2 separate regions of the Mus musculus genome follow, and region 2 is linked to region 1. A link is a contact called in public HiChIP or PLAC-seq data. All regions are on one chromosome and are shown on one strand. The core of a region is the stretch at or near the end of the contact, and the rest is flanking DNA. Distances in the headings are between cores, read along the strand shown. Region 1 holds the start of Fblim1 (filamin binding LIM protein 1). Region 2 holds the start of Epha2 (Eph receptor A2).

What was found. HiChIP or PLAC-seq counts read pairs in DNA pulled down with a chosen protein or histone mark.
Region 2: a contact with region 1 is called in an H3K4me3 HiChIP or PLAC-seq map of embryonic stem cells, with 8 times the contacts expected there. The contact joins the promoter of Epha2 here to the promoter of Fblim1 in region 1. A contact is called at or near these places in 5 of 39 promoter capture datasets (the C10 cell line, cranial neural crest, embryonic stem cells and 2 more), 2 of 484 Hi-C or Micro-C datasets (bone marrow-derived macrophages and embryonic stem cells), 10 of 115 datasets of contacts at active chromatin or transcription factors (double positive thymocytes, embryonic stem cells, epiblast stem cells and 3 more) and 3 of 9 other capture datasets (adipose tissue, liver and pancreatic islet).

What each region holds. Positions count from the first base shown.
Region 1 is chr4:141,597,885-141,601,369 of GRCm38.p6, forward strand. It overlaps Fblim1 (filamin binding LIM protein 1), which reads right to left and starts at 2,040. Exons shown (of 9, transcript NM_001163256.1): 1 at 1,964-2,040.
Region 2 is chr4:141,299,699-141,303,401 of GRCm38.p6, forward strand. Epha2 (Eph receptor A2) reads left to right here and starts at 1,523. Exons shown (of 17, transcript NM_010139.3): 1 at 1,523-1,736. The coding sequence starts at 1,655.

The DNA.
Region 1 (3,485 bases), core at 790-3,289:
TCAGTTCAAGGCCAGACTGGTCTACATAGCAAATCCCACACTAGCCCAAACAAAGAAACAAACAAACAAATTGAAGCCAAGAACGGCCACACATACTTGCAACTGTAATCTCAGAACTCAGGAAACCTGAGACAGGAGGACCATGGGTTCCAACCCAGCCTGGGCTACATAGTTAGACCCTCCCTCAACTCCACTGACATTTATAGAGTCGAGAGCTCAGCCTTCAAACCTCAGCTGTAGGGAGCCTCTGTCACGCAGTCCCAACAAGACTTAGAGTGGATTTTCTTGGCCCTCCAGCAGGCTTGGAATCCTTTCAGAGGATCCAGCAACCTGAAAGTCCTGGGGCATCCTTGGACTTTTTCTTCCCTGGACCACACAAGCCTCCTCCCCCACTCCAAGCTCCACCCCTTCCCCCAATAACCCAATCCAAACCAGTTTCTTGCGGTCAACACATTCTAGGCGGGTCCTCTGAGACAGGCTGTGGCTCTTCAGGAACCCTCCTCCACCCCCACCCCCACCCCGACTCTGACCCCCCATTCCGTTCTCCCTGCTTTCTCGGAAACATCCAGCGTGAAGGCCAGATGTTCGCAGCTGGGCAGCCATACCCGCCCTTTACGTTGTCATGCAGAGGTGGGGACCTCAGGGATGGAGCAGCGCTGGGGATTTTCAAAGCCCTGTCAGGTCCCTTAAGGAGAGCCTGCTGGCGCTTCCCTTTGGTCCCACTAACCCTGAGTTCACCCAGGCGGGGGTGGGGTGGGGGTTGGGGGGAGCATTCTATGAAAACTTCCCAGCAGACCCTCCACCCCCATCCTTCCTCCCCCGGAGGGCAAATCAGACACCCAGATCCAGTTGGGTAAGCGGAGAAAGTGGGAACAAAGGGAAAGAAAGTCATTTCCTGTCAAGAGGAAGGAAGGAGGCTGAGAGCCGGCCAGCCAGCCAGCCAGGGCCGGCCTTAGGCTGCAGCCCCTGGGAGGGGATGTGCTGGCGGCCTCGATAACTCTTTGCCCGCACTCTAAAGCCACCTCCGAGTCATTTCTAAGCATTGCTCTTTCACACAGACCAATAAGCAATCTAAGTTGAGGACTAGAATTAAACTTTGCTGAAAGTGGAAGAGTGAATGTCCCCCCACTCACTCCCACAAGACACCTTGCGATCTCAGAAGGCTAAGGGCCTCTCTCATCCTCTTTCCTAGACCAGAGAAAGGAAGAGGCGCAGAAGTCAGATCTCCTCAGGCTACCGGTCTTTTGTACTGGGCGACCTTGACGCGGTCACTCAACCTCTCTGGGCTCGCTTTCTATTCATAAAGAGAATAGAAGTCTGCCCTGGAGGGTGGCTGGGGAGGCCAGCTGGTCGTTCAGCCCCAGGGGGGAAGAAGGAGCCCTGCGGCTGGAGGACAGTGATCTCCATTGTTAAAAGCTGGAATCTGGGCGCTGCCCAGCCTCTCCCCCTGGGACCTCAGGTCTGGCCTGGAGATGGGGGAGTAGTTGCACTCACTTTGGGGATCGCCCACTTCCACACCCCGCCAAGCCAGGCGAGGAGACCCCAGGACCCTCCTTTCCCTCTCCAGACTGGAGCTGGAAACAGGGTCCGGGAGGGGCAAAAGAACTCGGGAACTCTGCTCCCTGGCACAGCAGCAGAGCGGGACAGTTGGCCGGGTCACCGCAGTGACTATAATTCGATCCATATGCGGGACGCTATCCTCTTTGTGCGGGAGCCTCTGCCCTGCTCAACCCGTCCCAATCAAGAGCCAGGAGATGACCCCTGTGCCGTCCCCGCACAGCCTCCCAGAGTCCCCAATGGCTGAGATCCTGGGACACACAGGGACAAGACACAGTACCCGCCCCGAGCCCCCCAACCGCGCCGAGCTGGGTTCAGTACGGTGGCCGAGAGTTGCCCATGTGGCCACCTGAAGTTGACCCTGCCCGGGGAGCACAGCCAGGACCCCCACGCCGCACCCGCTTACCTGCCGCGCTCCCCACGCCCGGCCTCCGCCGGCGCTGCGCCTCCGCCCCTTGCTCCCGCCCCAGCCTCCCTCCGCCCGCCGCCCCGCGCGCGCCTTACCATAAAAGGTGACGCTCGGGGAGGGGGCGCTGGCTCGCCCTACCTGCCCCCCCACCTGTGGCCGCGCCCCCTCCCTTTGTTCCCACCACTCCTCCCCTTCCCTGTGGCTCCTCCTCCGCTGCCCACCCCCACGGTGCACCGGGGAGGGGCGGGGCGGGCTGGGGAGTGGGATCCTTAGCCAACCTCGCTCTAGGTCACCTGGATGAGAGGCTCCACCTGCCCCAATTGGTGGAGAGGGGTACTTGTAGCCAGACTGACTCTGAAATCCTTCAGGGTCATAAGTTAGGCTAGACGCATGACCTGGACTGTCAACCCCGTTTTCTTAAGCCTCAATCTTTAATTCCTAAAATGGGGTCCGCACAGCCCACCTCTGCAACGTGGCCTAGAGTTAAAGCGATAATGCTAACATATACTGGAGTTGCGGGGCTTATTCAAAGGATGCCTGGGGTAGGGTTTTCAGACACCCCAGCGAAGCAAGTCACCTGGATCTGCTGTCCTGGGCTGTCACTGCCTGTGTGAGCCTATGAATCCTTCTACAAGTGGGTCTCAGGTCCTGTAGTGGAAAGAGGCCCTTACAGGAGACAGGGGAAACAATCAGGTCACCTGTTTGCTTTCCGGCCCTGTTACTGGCCCCTGAAGAAGCAGAGCACAGGGCCCTGCGGCCTGGGTTGGGGCTGCTCTGGACAGCTCAGGTCCCTAGAGACCTGAAGACATTGCAGGGGAAAGGAATCTAGGTCTGATTCCCAGGCAAGCCGATTGTTCTTTCGATTAGAGGCACAATGGGGGACTGGGCAGGGGAGAGCTGGACCCAGAGTCATGGGGGGGGGGTAACTAGGAAGGATTAGGTCCCCTTCTGCAGCCCTCCTCGCCCCCCCCCCCCACATACAACAGCTCCTCGAGGTGGTCCTTGTATTGCTGCAGAAGAGAGGTGTCAGAGTGGGGTGTCTGGGTGCTCAGCTCCATCCTCCGCCTCCCCACTAAGCCCCACCCCCTTAATGGCCTCCCCAGTCTTTGCCATTAGATTTTTCCATTTGATTCTACCCGCCAGTGTGGAGTCACAACGACGACAGTAACTGCTGTTTCTAGAGACTTCCCTTGTGTCCCTTTCAAACCTTTCATCTAACCCTTCCAGACTCTACTCCAGGGCTGATAGGTCCCACCCCACAGACCAGACACTGAAGCCGGCGAGGACCGAGGCTTGTGCAATGGGCACTGGACAAGGCTAGATTCAAGCCAGACCGGAGAGTGCCCCTTAGGCACCCGGATCTGCTAGTCCCAGAGGCTGGATTGCTGCCACCATCCCCAGATGAGAGCCAAGGACAGAACCCAGTATTATGCTGAGGCTACCGGTGCCCAGGGGCCCCTTGGGTGCGTTCCCAACCTGGCAATGGGGCCTCTTGTCTGTGGCAGGTGTGGAGACTCTT
Region 2 (3,703 bases), core at 273-2,772, 300 kb before region 1:
CACGGGGAGGCTCAGAGGAGCAGACTGATTTGTCCAGACTTTGACTGCTGCCCCCTCCTCTGTGCTCCCCGCTGCTGAGAGGCCTGTGGCACACTCAGGTACACACAGGTCCTCTCACACTGGAGCACACACTTGCATACACATCAACACGTCCACGCTCGATATAACACACAAGTCGCTCACGGATTCCCATACACTAACCCTTATGACCCAGCTCAGATGCTCCGGTACTTCATCCAAACATGCTCACACATACATGTCCAGCCACTCTCCTTCTCAGAAGACATAGCCTTCTCTCCCATCATCCATCCCTGATCAAAGGCTTTAATTAACCCCAACACCTATAATTAACCCTTTCTCTCCCCCTCCAGGGGAAATGTCTGAACCCGTTTCTCAGAAACAGGCGCCAAGGCCAAGCTGGTGGGTAGGACCCCAGGAGGAGCACCTGGTACCAGAGTTGTATAATATGGGCCAGGATGACCAGGGACTGGGGAGTCACAGAGAGGAAGGCCAGGGACTAGGAGGTGGGCAGAAAGGTCCACGGAGAACCAAGCCTGCTACAGCTGTTCCCTTTCCACTGGCCAAATGGTAACAGAGCAACAGGCAGTTGTGGGTGACTGGACTGGCTGCCTGGTTCACTTCACATCCGTTTGTTTCACTGACTCTAGACGCCAAGAGAAGAGATGAACTCAGATTTGAGGAACCTTGGCAGAGGAAGGGTGGGTAGGAGGCAGACATCCCCAAGGTATCAAAACGTAATCTCATTCTGTCACCCAGGGATCAGGGGACAAGGGTGTTCTGTTGGAGTTCAGAGGCAGAGGTCAAGAGTTACCCATGAGGGTGTGTGCTGGGTCCCCAAATGGAAGTGGTTAAAGCAGGTCAGGGCCCAGCTTCAAGTCCTGTGACTTGTCTGTGACTGTTGAGTTGTGCAGCCTTTGGGTATCCTAGGGTACCTTGGAACCTTATCTTAAGCCCTCCACTCTAAAGTGAAGACACCTGCATGTCTGACATGTTCCCAGAGGCACTACTCTTGGTACACAGCTTAGAGGACCTTCCTGGGTGTGGCATATCTTCTGGGGGACTCAGGAGCAAGTGTGTATGTGTGTTTGTGTGTGTGTGTGTGTGTGTGTGTGTGTGTTATCAGGAGTTCTTGTTCTTGTTCTTTTTCTTTTTCTATTTTTTGGTTTTTTGAGGCCCTTTGCTACGGAAGCTTCTACTTCTCAGATTTACAATTCACATCTTGAAGCCCAAGGGCAAAAGGGGAGAGTAGGCACAAATTCATTCCACATATTTGGACACTAACCCTGGTGGCGCTTTGAAATGAGAAATCTCCTCAAGGTTTGCACACGAAGGCCCACGCACTGGCCCCCTCAATCCTCCCCAAATTCCTGACCTCCCCCCCAACCCCAACTTCCCTCTGGCTTCCCCGCCCTCTAGTCAGGGTGTCAGTCCGGCCCCTTTAAAGACATTCCTGAGGGCGTGGTTTCGGTGACGTCAGCGCAGGGCATGAATGAACAGGAGCGGGTTCTCACCCAACTTCCATTAAGGACTTGGAGCAGGAGGGTAGAAGTTGTCTCTGTCGGCGGGCGGGCAGGATTGGGGCACCGAGACCGGCGTGCGGACAGCAGGGATCGCGGGGAGCGAGGGGTGCGGCATGGAGCTCCGGGCAGTCGGTTTCTGCCTGGCGCTGCTGTGGGGTTGCGCGCTGGCGGCCGCGGCGGCACAGGGAAAGGAAGGTGAGTGTCTACGCGGTCGGTGGCCGCAGCCTAGCAGGGACTCCGGGACATGGGACCCCGGGCGCCCCAGCCTCCTCTCTGGGACGCACCTTTGGAAACTGACTTATGGCTGCTGGGTCTCAGTGCGCAAGGTTAGGCAGAGCGCGCGGGCTGCGGTCCGGAACGATCTTGGGGATCCATACCCTGAGATCCTAGGTTCTCTGGAACTAAGGGATCTCGGCTGGGGCGCGCAGGGCTCGGAGGCCGCGGGAAGGGGGACGCGGCGCCCGCCACGCGGTTTCAGCCCTGTGGCGGCTTCTGGAGCGGGACCCCCGCAGGGCGCTCTCGGTCCCTCAGAGGAAAGGACGCTCAGTAGGGTTTTCCCGGCGATCAGCCTCTTAGTAACCCGAGTTCACTTAACTCATCATCTGCCCCGATTTCTCGCGGAAGGCATTTGGATGCAGGCCCTGCTTTTTGGGGAGGGGTCCTCTCGGTGCCCTGCACCAAGCAAAAGAGTCTCTCTACGCCCCATCCGATTTTTCACTGGGGTCCTTTGGGCCAGCATTGGGAGCGCCTGGGGTCAGCCCCGGCCACTCACACCTTCCCTCCTTCCCAAGCTGCCCTCCCAGGTTCGGGAGACAGGTTAAGGGCTGGGAGCGAGTACAGGAAGTCCCAAAGTCAAGTGTTCTGAGCAAGGGGTGACTCAGAAGGAGGAAATGCGGCAGGTGGGGTTGCGGCTTCCCGCGGTGTGGAGCCGTCATCTCGGGGCCACGGGGAGCCCAGGCACCTGGAGGTGGGGGAGTGAATCACCTGCCCCCGCCCCAGCGTCTTGGAGCCACGCAAGGTGAGGGGGCCCGCACAGGTTGCCTTTGCTCAAGGCCGCAGCCGGGGGTGTGCTTGGGGGCGTTGTCCCTCAGCTAGGGTCTCCGAGAGGGTGGGAATTCCTGCCCTGCCCTTGGCCGAGGATCTTCCTGTCTACCCAGCCGGAGCTAGCTGGCTTCCGTTTCCCACAGCAAAAACTTTTCTCTGCTTTTGGGCATAGCAAGTCTTCTGCCGACTCCAGCTAGGGGTCGGGGGGTGAAGCGCAGAGGAACCCTTTGGGGTGAGAAGTTTCCTTATTCTTTTCGCCTTCCACGTTGGGAGGGTAAAAGGCCAGACTGGAGCTCTTGAAGGGTGGAGAGTTAGGGGTAAACGGGGTGTTAGATCCTGGCCCTGTCTCGAGGAAGGGCCAAAGTTGCTTTTGCCAAGGTGTGAACAGGGCAGGGATTCTGAGATCCTAACTCCCCTCCCTGATCCAGCTTGTGGCTCCCTCTTCCTGGGTACTGTGGTTGGGGAGCAGGGAAAGACAGCTGGGACTGCTAGAGGCCTTCCTGGGCTGCCACGGAGTTGAGGATTAGACGTCTGCTTGCTTTGCTGTGCGGGCTCCTGACCCCCGCCCCGGGGCTCCTGACCACCGCCCCGAGCCCCCACCAGGGAAGCCTCAAACAATCTTGTACTTGTGCCTCTGGGTGCATCTGTCAGCCTCGCCCCAGCCTTTGCGATTAATCCCGTTCTGCATGGGATCGAGGAGAAAAAAGGGTGCATATCGCTCGTGGTTGTGGAAAATTCTTGTCTAAGCTCCGCACTCCTCAGGAACACTGTGTCTGTGTGAGGGGTTGGGATGTGTGTGTTGGGAGTGGGGTCGTGACCTAGTTGGTTGCACTTCCCTAGGGGGAGTTGAGGACAGATATGATCCGTGTCCTCTCCAGCCTTGACACAGCTGTGCAGCCTCCTCTTCTGTTTTCTGCTGGGTTCCGAAAACCAGGGGAATCGGTTAGGTCCTCGACAGCTGCTGAACTTACCTCCTGCAGTGCCCTTGACTTTTTTCTTGTGTGTGTGTGTGTGTGTGTGTGTGTGTGTGTGTGTGTGTGTGTGTGTGTGTGTGTGTGTGAAAGCCAATGCACAAGTGTGGAGCTCAAACTTGCGGGAGGACTTGGTTCTCTCTCCTT